Linked DNA regions of Mus musculus: region 1 is linked to region 2. The links are chromatin contacts, called in public promoter capture Hi-C maps. All regions are on one chromosome and are shown on one strand. Each heading gives the region's core, a stretch centred on a gene start, on an enhancer-like site or on the middle of the called end of the contact. The rest is flanking DNA. Distances are from core to core; before and after follow the strand shown. Region 1 holds the start of Bgn (biglycan). Region 2 holds the start of Zfp185 (zinc finger protein 185).

What was found. Promoter capture Hi-C pulls out the DNA fragments that hold promoters and counts their contacts.
Region 1: a contact with region 2 is called in a promoter capture Hi-C map of the HPC-7 cell line. The contact joins the promoter of Bgn here to the promoter of Zfp185 in region 2. A contact is called at or near these places in 23 of 39 promoter capture datasets (the 3T3-L1 cell line, 3T3-L1-derived adipocytes, the C10 cell line and 15 more) and 2 of 9 other capture datasets (adipose tissue and liver).

Annotation. Positions count from the first base shown.
Region 1 is chrX:73,482,312-73,488,136 of GRCm38.p6, forward strand. Bgn (biglycan) reads left to right here and starts at 1,290. Exons shown (of 8, transcript NM_007542.5): 1 at 1,290-1,451.
Region 2 is chrX:72,984,839-72,990,694 of GRCm38.p6, forward strand. It overlaps Zfp185 (zinc finger protein 185), which reads left to right and starts at 2,501. Exons shown (of 19, transcript NM_009549.3): 1 at 2,501-2,681.

The sequences.
Region 1 (5,825 bases), core at 40-2,539, 500 kb after region 2:
ACACACACACACACACACACACACACACACACACACACACATGAGCAGACAAAAACCAGCAGCCTGAGAAGCCTGAGTGCTCCCTAGTCTCCTGGTCTGGACCATGGAATCCAAAGGCATCCACCGGCTCCCAACCCATATCCTGCTTCTCCCAATTTTCTCCTCTCTGCAGCCAGAAGAGACTGCTCTTGAAGGAAAGTTCGACACTGATTCTGGCTCCAAGCAAAATTCTACTGGAGATTCTGTCCTCAACTGAGAACATGCAGTGAACTTCACCTTGCCCTCTATCCAGTGGGCCTCTGCCTCAGCCCCTCACCTGAACTTTCTTTGTTTGCCCTTCCTTACACTTGGTCCCTGGTTTCATCTTTAGATTTCAGTGTGGCTCCCCAATTTAGTCTCTCCCACCATCTAAGGGCTCACCTTTACATCTTGGAAGCTGCCCTGGAAAAGGAGAGGTAGGACATCACTGGACAGGTAAATGCTACACTAGGGACCATGTCTCATTTGGACCCTCAAGAAGCAGTTGAGGTTTGGCAGCCTAGCCCTGTTAGGTCCTGAAATTGAAGGAAGGAAATGCTCATAAGAGAGACCATGGTTACTGCATCCTGGCCGGCCAGTAGGGGTTGAGCAAGAAGATAAGGAGCTTGTTTCTCTCCTCCAAATCAGCTTTGCCAACTTCTCAAAGGCTTCAGGGATGTGAGCCAAGAAGGCCTGCAGAAACTTGGGGTGGGGGTGGGGGGCAAATGCCTCGTTTTAAAGGAGGAAAGGAAGGAGAAGAGGAAAGGCTAACAGAGCCAGTGGGATCCTGGATCAAGCCCTTCCAGAAGCCTACCATCCTCTACATCTATAATCCCCAAAGTGCCCCTGGCTTCAGACTTAAGTTCTGGGTAGCCATCAGGTTACCTTTCCTCATCTTCCTCTCACTTTCTTCTGCCTAGCCCCACAACAGCAAGCACCTCAGTGTCCCCTTTTGGATAGTGGAAAGTTTGACTCTGTGAGACTGTCTGCCCAAAGACACCAAGGGTCTGTCCCTAAGTAAGTGAATGTGTGTTCTTTCAAACTATGCTTGAGGCAGGGGCCAGGGTGGGGGGCGTGAGGGGGAGGGGTGCCACATAGACCAGCCGTCTACAAGAAAATTGCTTCCTTTGAAGCTGCCAGGGGGGGCAGGAAGCCTGCCCCCTCCCTCCCAGCTGCCCTTCCTCCCCCCTTTTCTCCCTCTCTGCTCCACTAGCCCCCTCCCTTCTTGTCTCCCTCTCCGCCCCGTCCCCTCCCTGTCGGCCCGCCCGCCCAGCCTTTAGCTTCCCTCCCACCGCCTCTGTCTCCCTCTCTCCACGAACTGCCCAGGAGCGAGCAGCTGCTCCCGGTTGGCCCTGACGGACAGACAAACCGACAGCCTGACAACCTAGTCCACCAACTAAGCAGCCTGCACCTGGCTGCTTGTCCCTCCCCAGGTAGGGCCTGCTCACGCCGGGAACTGACTCCACTCTCTCGACAAAGACTTCCATCTGTCCTCCCTGTCTTCATTTCTGGCTATGCTGTACCCTCATCAGCCAAAGATGTTGGCAATCCTGCTGTCTCCACACCAGCCCTGCCGCATCTAGTCTTGCCGCCCCAGTGTCTATACTTCCACTGTCTCCTTGCTGCTCTCTATATTCCCCCAGGGCACCCACCAAAGGCTTTGTGTCCTTTTCATCAACACCACATTTCTGCCTCTTCTCCCCACGCTCTTCCCTGAACTTTCTTCCTACCCTTCCTTTCCCTTTCCTCTCTGACAGTGCCCAGTTGCTAAGCTCACCTATGCGTTGCTTCTCTGCTTCTGGGGATGGACAGGGAGCTCCCCCAGGGTGCTGCCCAGAGCACTGAGGCAGGGCTGGGTGGATGGCTAAGCTCTACCCATAGTCCTATCCCTTCATGGCAAGGCCCAGGCACACCCTTCACTCCTGCTAGCCTTGCTCTCCCAGCTCAGCCTTTCTTGGGGTCTTGGCACCTGGCCAGGTCAGGGAGGATGGAGCCAATGCAAAACTCAGCATTGGCACAGTCTCCCCTTGGAGTAGTCAGAGACACTTGTGCTCCCAGGCACACCTCAGGCACCTTGCCCTAATATTCCATACTCACCATAGACTAATGTTCTGCTTCCTCTTGAGCTGAGATGCACAATGGGCAGATGATGGGATGGGGGTAGAAAATGGGGAAATTGTGCCATGTTTCCAGGAAGAAAACGTGGCTTAGAGCCCTGAGGAGCCTGTCAAGAGACTCAGAAGAAGAAGCAAGACAGACAGAGTCAACTGGGCATTAACCAAGTCTGGTGAAGGTTAGCGGACTGGAGTACCTAGAATAAGAGGTCCAGAGCTGTAGGTAGGGCAGGCAGAGGAAATCTTTATTAGGCCAAGGGCACCTGGGTGACTCCAATTTCATGTTTAGGAGCTGTTGCCTCTCTAGTCTGCCAGTTTTCTGCCTTGAAATGACTGAAATTGAGACACACTTAAGATGTTCCCTATGCTAGCAAGAGTCCTAAGGGCTGGCATCTGGACATGCAATCAGTTGCCTGTACCACCTACACCCTAGGAGAGCTTGTGGGTGGGCATGGTTGCTTTGTGTAAAACATGACTGTGTATTGCTGCTGAAGGCTAAAGCCGGGGTTGAGGGGGGGCTTTGAGGACAGGTAATGCGGATATACTGATAGAAGGATGTGGGTCTGCCTCTAAGCCACAAGGGTAAGGCAGCATGAGGAGGCTCTGATCCAGGCAGTAGAGAGGGCGTCATAGCCAGCTGGCTGCCTGGGTGTGGCAGCTGGGCCTCTCTGGCCCACTCCTACACTGACTTTCTCTCCACCCCAAAGGACTTGAGTCTACCACTGCTTCTCTTCCCTACCCAGAACAAGGACCAAGGTCCTACTACATGCAAAGTGAATCGGAACCATGGAGTTTAGAATTTAGAAGCCCAGATGGGTATGCCAGCCAGTGACCATCATGTCAAGTAATCTGCTATAACTGACCAAAAATTTTTTTCAATCCCTCTAAAATCCTATGCTGTTGGGGGATTGGCAACATGGTGGAATAGAAGGGAAAGGGATGCTGTGGAGGTAAGAAAGAGCTTTTTTCAGCAATATTCTATAGTCCTCCAGTCATAGCATCAAATCCTCTGAAGAGAGATTTGTAATGAGGCTATATTTGACAATTTGCACTGGGATACTCTCCAGAAGACTTGTTTTTTGTCACATTGTTTTGGGATGGGATGGGGACTAGACTCCATTCCAATCTCCCTTTTGCCTGGGCTCATCCACCATGGTCTTTCACTTTTTCTCCCTGTAGAAACAGAGTACCATAAGTCTGTCCCAGGAGTCACTTGTCCTTGGTCCACAGATTCTCAGCATGCCTCCCTAATGAGGCCAAAATACCAAGGAAGCTTCCTTGTCAACCCCCCCCCCATTACCTCCACACCCACCATGACTCCCTCCTGCTCTTCCTCCTTTGTCCCTGCTCTCAAATGCCCCACCCATTTTCTAGTGGGGGCCTCACATTCCAACAGTCCTGGCAGCAGGTCTTCTCCATTGTAGGGAGGTCAGTTGGTTGTAGAGAGACACCCCAGCACAGGACCTCACTCACACCAAGGAATAGGGGCAGTGTGAATGAATGATCCTGGAAGACTGAAGATGATCTTGGCCCTTCCTGGCTGAATGCATAAGGCTGAATCCCATTCTAGCCAGAGTTCCTAGCAAGCAGTAGAGAACCTGGTGTTGGGGAAAGAGTTTGAGAACCCCAAGACATGAGCAGAAAGGGGGATCTTTGGGATCTGGAACCTGTTGCCTTGCTACTCTTTCTCCAGGAGTGGGGCTTGGGATGAACAGGTAGACAGACAGCCACAGTGACATCACAACCTGATTTTACCTAACTGTGAGGCCATGGGCAAGAGTTTGGGACAAATTCTCTGAGCCTACTAGATACCTATCATTGTTAACATTGTCATGGTAACCAGGAATGGTATAGGTAAAAAAAAAAAAATCACTCAAGACTCCTTTCCCACCATTGAGAAGTAACGACATCCTCCTGTTCTTTGAAAATTCCAGCATATGGTGAGTAGGAGCTCACACTTTGTTGGTAAGTGGGAGGAGATGGACAGGCATATGGGTCAGTTGCAAGGGGACTAGGAAACCTAGTACCTCCAACTGATCAGGATTATCTGCTGTCTGGCTCCTTTCCAGAAGTTTGTCAGTAGGGCAAGGAATGAGGAAGAGAAGGCTCTCTCTTGATGACCCAGTACCTCTCTATAGATCCTAGGCACCTCATTCAGGTAAATTCCACCCCCCAATTCTGGTGGAGAGCTGTACCTGACTGCCCAGCTACTCTGTCAGTGACACAGTCACAAGTAGTAAGATTTGGCCCTGGCCAACAAGATTCTGCTCACCTTGAGGCACACATCCCATCCCTCTCTTTGACACTCAAGTGTTAGGCTGGAGCTAAATGACCATAGAAGAAAGCAGGAAGCAGGCCAGGTACAAGTTTACCTTTGGTGATCAGAGAAAGGAAAAACAGTGCCTAATGTCTCCTGTCTCTCACACATTTCCTCACCTACACAGTCCCAAGAGCCTTGCACAACTTGGTAGAAGGCAGCGCTTTCCATTTATCAGAGTTGAAGTAGGGTTGCTCAGCAAGGCCCAATGCCCCAGGAGGAGGCTGCTGAGACTGCCCTCCGTGTCTGCTCCTTGGCAGCTTCCAGCTCCACATCTGCAGGCAAGCTCCTAAAAGCTGCCAGACCTCAAGCCTTGCCCCTGCCGCCCTTGGCCTGGCCTGAATGCCTGGCACAACCCTTCCATGTTCTCAGAGACTGCCAGCACGTCTTGCTTGGCTGTTGCCCAGAGCTATCCTGCATGGAGAACTACACATGGCTTTCAGAGGGGCAGACAAGGAGGGCCCTATTTGGGGTGGTGGCACAAGCTCCAGGAAGCCCAGTCCTTTCCCTTGTTCAACCTGTGGTCACCAAGCTCAGCTCACCACGATGACCACTTCTTTCCTTTCCTCTGAGGAGCTGGTGCCCAGCAAGCTCAGAGCTCACTTTGATAGAGCATAAGGACATAGCCAAAGAGTCCATAAAAGGTAAACTAAGGACTGGAAGCGCCAGTAACAGGAGGAAGTGGAATGGGAGAAACTTTTTATAAGTCTTCAAGGGTCTGTCCACAGAGTGCCTCTTCCCGACTGCGACTTTGCCTTCATTCTCGGTGTATGGGGAGGAGGGATCATCAGTTTGAGAGAATTGAAAAAGGGAGGCATGTGAGACTATCCACAGCACCCCCTGTCGCTAACACACCACATGATGATTCTTCCCACCTCCTGACTCACTGCATTACTTACCTACAGACTCAGACTTTCCTTCATCCATGGCCCAGCAGCAAGACTGAATGTTGAGACCCTAGAGTGACCAAAGCTGGACTCTGTAAACAGAAGACTTGGGAGAAATCAACTAGTTCGTTTTTTTGTAGGCTTCAGTTCTCTCATCCATAAAGTGGTGCTGCTGGTGGTACAGACACCAAGAAAGTCTTCCCTTAATTTGATGGAATCCCCTTCTGTGGGCTCTGTATTTGGCATGCCCTCTTCCCTGCAGAATATGGGTACTGAGTCTAGTGCCAGTTTTCTGAGTGTAAATGAAGGCTGCACTGGGAAACCTGCCTGACCCCTCACCCTTCAAGCCTTGAACCCTGAAAAAGCAGCCAAACTCTACCCTGCCTCTACGTGGGCTTTGAGCCTCCTACCCCAGGTTGAGCCTGGACTGGAACTGACAACGGGCTGGGATCTCCCCTGTATCACTCTCCTAGTCCTTTGTGCATCCCT
Region 2 (5,856 bases), core at 1,251-3,750:
CAGCTCAGAATGGGTACAAGATTACCAAATGTCCCTAGAGAGAGATGTCATCTCAAACAAAGGGGCTTGGTTTATCTGAAAGCATAGCACTTGTATATACCTGTATCCTAGCATTTAGGGGATTGAGACAAGAGGACTGTTGTGAATCTGAGACCAACATGGACTACATAGCACCTCTCCTCCCCCAAATGGTGACTGGCTAAGGTGCCTGGAGGTAGCCCTGTAAGAGGTGGGGGTTGAAAGCATCATTGGAAGATTCTGTTGGGGCAGTGAACAGGTGGGCAGGGCAGGGCACGGCACCTACCATTCGAGTCAAACCCGTTTGCAGGCAAGATCCGCTGCAGGGCCTGGCAGCCTAGCTAGGAGGGAGGAGTCCAAGGCTAGTCTCTTTGGCTAGAGCTCCCATCTGTCTTGGGCAGAGCCTGAGTCACTTTGGACAAGAAAAGAGCTTGAGGTCTGGTGTAGCTCTTAATGGCCAGCTACATTATTGGATACCACTCTTGCTCATGCTGTACAGCTGGCCCACCTGATTCAAGGCTCTGCAACAGAGCTTTCTCTTTTCTGGAGGGCCTTGGGAGACAACTGCTACCACCTACTCCCTCCCACCCATGGTGTATCACTTTGTGTTTTACATTCTGCCTCTTTTGGGGCTAGGTCCAAAAGAGTCTTATGATCCATCCAGTTAGTATGTTTGGGAGCTAGGATGTCAAGCCAAATGGAAGGCCATCAGTAGCTTTTGTCGGGGAAGAAGAAGCATTAGATGCTGGCCACTGGTCTGGGGCTAACAGAATTGGAAGGAGAAAAACACCTGTTGGCAGGAGACAAAGATTAACCACTCCCCCAGAACACACAAGGCACTTCCTTTCTGTCTGATAAACCCACAGAGAAAAGAACCCTCCTTTCAGAGTTGTTCTATCTCTTCCTTCTGCAAATGTCCCAGATCCTCTGGGCTGGTCTCTGTGATCCAGAGATAATCAGACAGGGCGCCAACATCCCAGAGCTCACCACTGAGAATAAAGGGTTATACACTGTCATCCGAGGGAATGGGAGAGTGAGTGCACAGAAGGAAGTGGTCAACTTGACTAGGTGGCAGGCAGGAGAGGATGACATCTAAAGATTGGGTGAGTTCAGTGGCAAGGGATATAGGAAGGGTACTGCAGAGAGTATGAGTGCAGGAACAAAGGTCTGAGGTATGAGGGCACAGAAGTAGTCAGAAGACATGGGGAAGCCGGGGAGATTACAGTGGAGTGCTGGGGTGGCTGGTCTTACAGACAGAGGTTGAACACAGTCAAACATTAGGCCTTCTAAAAGCATCTGCTTTCATTCCAACAACAACCAGAAGCTGTAGGAAAGCGCTCTAAGCAGCTAGCATCTGGTCATATACCCAGTGAAGCTGCATGCATACTGTGTGATGGCTGAAATGGGAAGGGCGATAAGTCACAGGAAAACACGACAGTGAGTAGATTTGAGGGCCACTGCTGTAAAATTGGCAACAGGACTTTAATCTTTCTTTTTTCCTTTTTTTTCTTTTCTTTCCTTTCCTTTCTTCTTCCTTCCTTCCTTCCTTCCTTTTTTTCTTTCTTTCTTTCCTTCTTTCTTTCTTTCTTTCTTCCTTCCTTCCTTCCTTTTATCTTTTCTTTTTCTTTCTTTTGTAGTCTATCATTTTGATCATTTTTTGTGCACACTGGCTTAACTCTCTCCTCTATTGAAAGGACTTCTCTGACCTCACAGTGAGGGTTAGGAGCCTTTGTTGGATGTTCGACACCCCTACTACATTCTCACACTTCGTGCCTTTCACACATTACATATCCAAAAACTGTGAATGAATGTCATTTATTAAACCGAATGTGTGTGTCTTCCGACATGCCCTGAGAGGTAGTCCTGTTTTGCCTACCTGCCGGCTCCAAAAATGACCTTCCAGGGTACAAGTTTTCCCAGGCGCCAGACAGAAGTTTCTTGCTCACTTTTTTCTCCTATGCCTGACTTCCTGCATGATCTCAGCCATCAGTCCGCACCCCCCTGCCCCCAAGCCTGGTCCTTTCCCCGCCCCTGTCTGGGATCTCCATCTGTAAAATGGATCTAGGCACAGTAGTTCTCGACAGAACTGACCCGCCAGCATCTGTGGAAGTCGTTGGCCCAGAGCCTGGCCAGATCTCGCCGGGCGCAGGCAGGGACGCCACTAGTCAGCGAGGGCCCTTCATGTGGTGGAGTCCTCCTGGCCCCAGGGCTGGGAGCCCAGAGGAATTAGCCTGGAAGTTTTCCATAGCGGCAAAACTTTTTGGAGCTCGCTCTGAGCTGGGTGAGGGGAGCCCCAGCCTTGATTTCTCCAGCAGCTCCATTGGGCGGAGCAGGGAAGGGGTGGGAGGACCGAGGACACCGGCTGGAGAATGTGCGGAATGTGCCAGGCGCATCTACCTACCCCAGGAGAGGGCAGAGGAAGGGGGCCGGCCGAGGGGAGGGGCGAGGGGCGAGGCTCCCAGCAGCCGGAGAAAACCTGTTTGTTCTCGGGCGGGCGGAGCCCAGTCCGTGCCTCTTCGTTGCCCCGCGCGCTTCCCACTGCGTACCGCTTCCCGCGCCCGCTGACGCGGCCCGGCTGGGTTCAGTGCTGCCCACCCGAGGGAGCCCGCGCACCACGCCTGTCCGACCCTCTGCCCGTCACACAAGCCGGGCACCTGTACCAGGTAGGGTTGTTGAGTCGCCGTCCTAAAGAAGTGGCTCGACCACCGGGAGGCTACAAGGAGCACCCAGTTCGTGTCCTCCTGGACACAAGCCAGGGCCTCAGTTTCCCTACCAATAATTCATACTCGCTCCAAGCATCCCTCTTCGGAATCCCGTCAGGGAGGCAGTGCCCTCGGTTTCTGCTTTTCACCGCGAGTGAAGAGACAGGCAACGTTCCTCAGAGTGTCCAACAAAAGCAGGTGGCTCTCTGGCTGGTCTAGTCCCTCTGACCTACTCATTTGTGGATGAGACCGATTGTTAGTAGACTGCCAGCGGGGATGGGGCAGGGTGAGCCTAGAATTGGTGTGTTGCAAGCATCACAGAATTCCACATCCTTAGTAAAATGTGCCCATTTTATAGATGAGGAAACTGAGGTACAGAGGCAAGCTTACTCAATAATCCCCTCACTGGCCTGGAGCCCAGAGCAAAGGGACTTAATGGTGGTTTGTGATAGACATGTACTGGTCACTGGGCGACCTCAGGGCTGGGAAGGGAGCTGCTCATACTCAGACAGAAGGCGCCGAATCAAGTGTCACTGTGGTGTTATCAGCGGGATCTGCTGTGCACAGTCTCTGTAACTGGATTGTTTGTGTGGGAGCAGGGGAGAGCCAATAGCCTCATCCTCTTTGCAACTGCTTAGTGATAGCTTGGCCTCTGAGAAAGGTTGGAAACGCAGATCCTCCTGTCGGCCATGCCACTTCCTTCTGTACTGTGGCACCTGGCAGCTCCACTGAGTAAAAGGAGAAGCCTATCAGGCCCACCTTCCCCTCCAAGGCTGTGGAGTCTATAAAGTATGTTGGGAGTTGTGTTCTCCACAAGCCATTGGTACTGACTCTTGACATTAAGGTAGGTGGTGACACCTGCTCTTGGTCTTGTCTTGCTCTCATGGTTCTTTGGATTTCTAGTCATGGGCAGGAAGCAGGTTTCCACAGGCTGATAAACCTGAATAATGGTGAGGGGCTCTGAACTGGAGAGCTGCAGTAGGAAGCTTATGAAGTTCTTATTTTCCCATGGCCTCAACTGGCTCTTCTGCACAAACAGTGCCAGTTTGGGTGGGTGCCAACAGATCTCCAGGGTACAGGTACAACTTACTGGAGGCCTTTCGAGAATGTGCTGTCCATCGCCTTCAGCCCACTCACTACAAGATTGGAAGGAACAGAACCATCCCATCAATTATCAGTGCTGACCGAGGCTGTGCACTCAGTGGAGCAGAACTGATAGAAGGTGCCTAGGTCAAAGCTAAGTACACAGCAGATGCTCAAAATCTGTTCCTTTTCCTCCTCTGGGCACTCATGAGTCAGTGACAAACATGGCTCATGACCACAGAGGGTGCTGCAGCTTTGAAGGTGAAAAGTGTTAGCCTGGATCATGGATGCAACCCAAGATGGAAAGATTAGGAAGGCTCCCTGGAGGAGGGAACCTTTGAAAGTTGAGCAGGTCAAGAGGGATAGGAGAGAAATCAGCCCTTCATTTTACCAAGAAGTCTCTAGAGATAGGTTACTCCAGAAAGAGCTGCCATCTGGATGGTAATAGGACAAAACCCTCCCAACTTAGTGGTGAGAGTAGTGGTCCCAGGAACAACTAGAATGTAGCAACGTCCTTCCTCAAAGTGCTTTAGGCCTTCTAAGACCTGGTAGGGCAGGAACTCTGGTTTCCTAGCGCTCGGGACCTGGTTGAGGTGGGCACTGGTACCTGTTCCCTGAACTGTGTTCAGTTGTGTGCCAAGAAAACACCCCCAATTTTGGCTTTGATGCAGAATCCTGTTTGATGAAAGCCAGAAGCCTGCTCTTCTCCTTTCTCATTGAAGCCTCCATATGTGATTTATCCCTTTAGTTTAGATGTTGCCTCAAGCCATACCCTATATTGTGCTGGGTCACACATAACACACATTTTCTTTCTGCTTGCTAAACACTGAGGCCCCCTTCATTGCCAGCCCTATAGTGACATGGAACAGGATCATTGATGGGGGTCTGGGGTGTGGTGCTGGGAGAAACTTCTCGTATTACACTACAGACTTTGGACACCCATGGTGGGTACTTGGCCTGGGTGCAGACAACTTGTCTGGCTTCTTTCTCCCAAACTAGGCCCCACTTCACCTCTTGCTCCCACGGCCAATGAGGAGGCAAATACCATCCTAGGTTAAACACTGTCCTTGTATCAAGGTGCTTGAATACAAGGTGGGAAATCAAAACCATAAGAGGTTGCGTGGTATGCTCAGGCCTGTCCAAGTGGATGGTTACTTAGGCTGGGCTCTGAACTCAGTGTGGCCTCTGGGCCTTTCTCTTACCCATGGTGCTGGAAAGATACTATCTTCACTGACCACACACCCTGCTACGGGCGATCTGTTGGATAGTTCCTCCTCCTGATCTGCCGTCAGTTCCCTTAGCACACGGCCCTGGTCCTGGTATCAGCTGGTTCTCCATTGGCATAGCTGGTGTCAGTTCATTTTTCCCAAAGAGAAACTGAGGCACAGAATGGAGGCCCTTTACCTTCTCTTGTGGATCCACGTGAAAACATTTGGCAGGTCTTTTCAGCTCACTGTCCCTGCTAGGATGACCAAAGTAAAAGGGTGTGGGCAGGGAAGAGGGAGGGGGTCTGGGTAGAAAAGAAGCTGGAAAACGAAAGACCCAGAGGCCCTGGGCATGTTGTTCTCCAGGGCTTATGTGCAAACTTAAACTCAGAGGTGAGGAGGGTGGACATAGAGCAGTTTTTTTTAACCTACTTGTTAATGCCTACATTGTAGCCCCTCTTCTTGCACAGCTGCCCTTGAAGTTACTGCTGGTGGCCTGGGGAGGCTGTGGAGCTCTGGAGACACACCCAAGATTCAGAGAAGACTTGGCCCCTAGGGTCAGTAGTGAGCAAACCCAAGCTACTGGTGGTGGCTGTTGGTGGTCCCTGTCTTTGGTTCCATCTGTGGGCACACATCAGGCATGAGGTTCAGCCCCCTTGGGCTGTGATCCCTGTGGTGGTTGGCTCAGAACACCACTTTCTGATGACTAAGTCACTTTCCCAGAGAGCTTGATGTGGCAGAAGGTTGCTATGGAGAGAGGAGGCCCCAGGATTCCAGTCACACGAATGGGGATCCCTGTTGAAAATGCTGACATCAGGCATTGCCTGGTTTAACCTATAAAGAGAAAA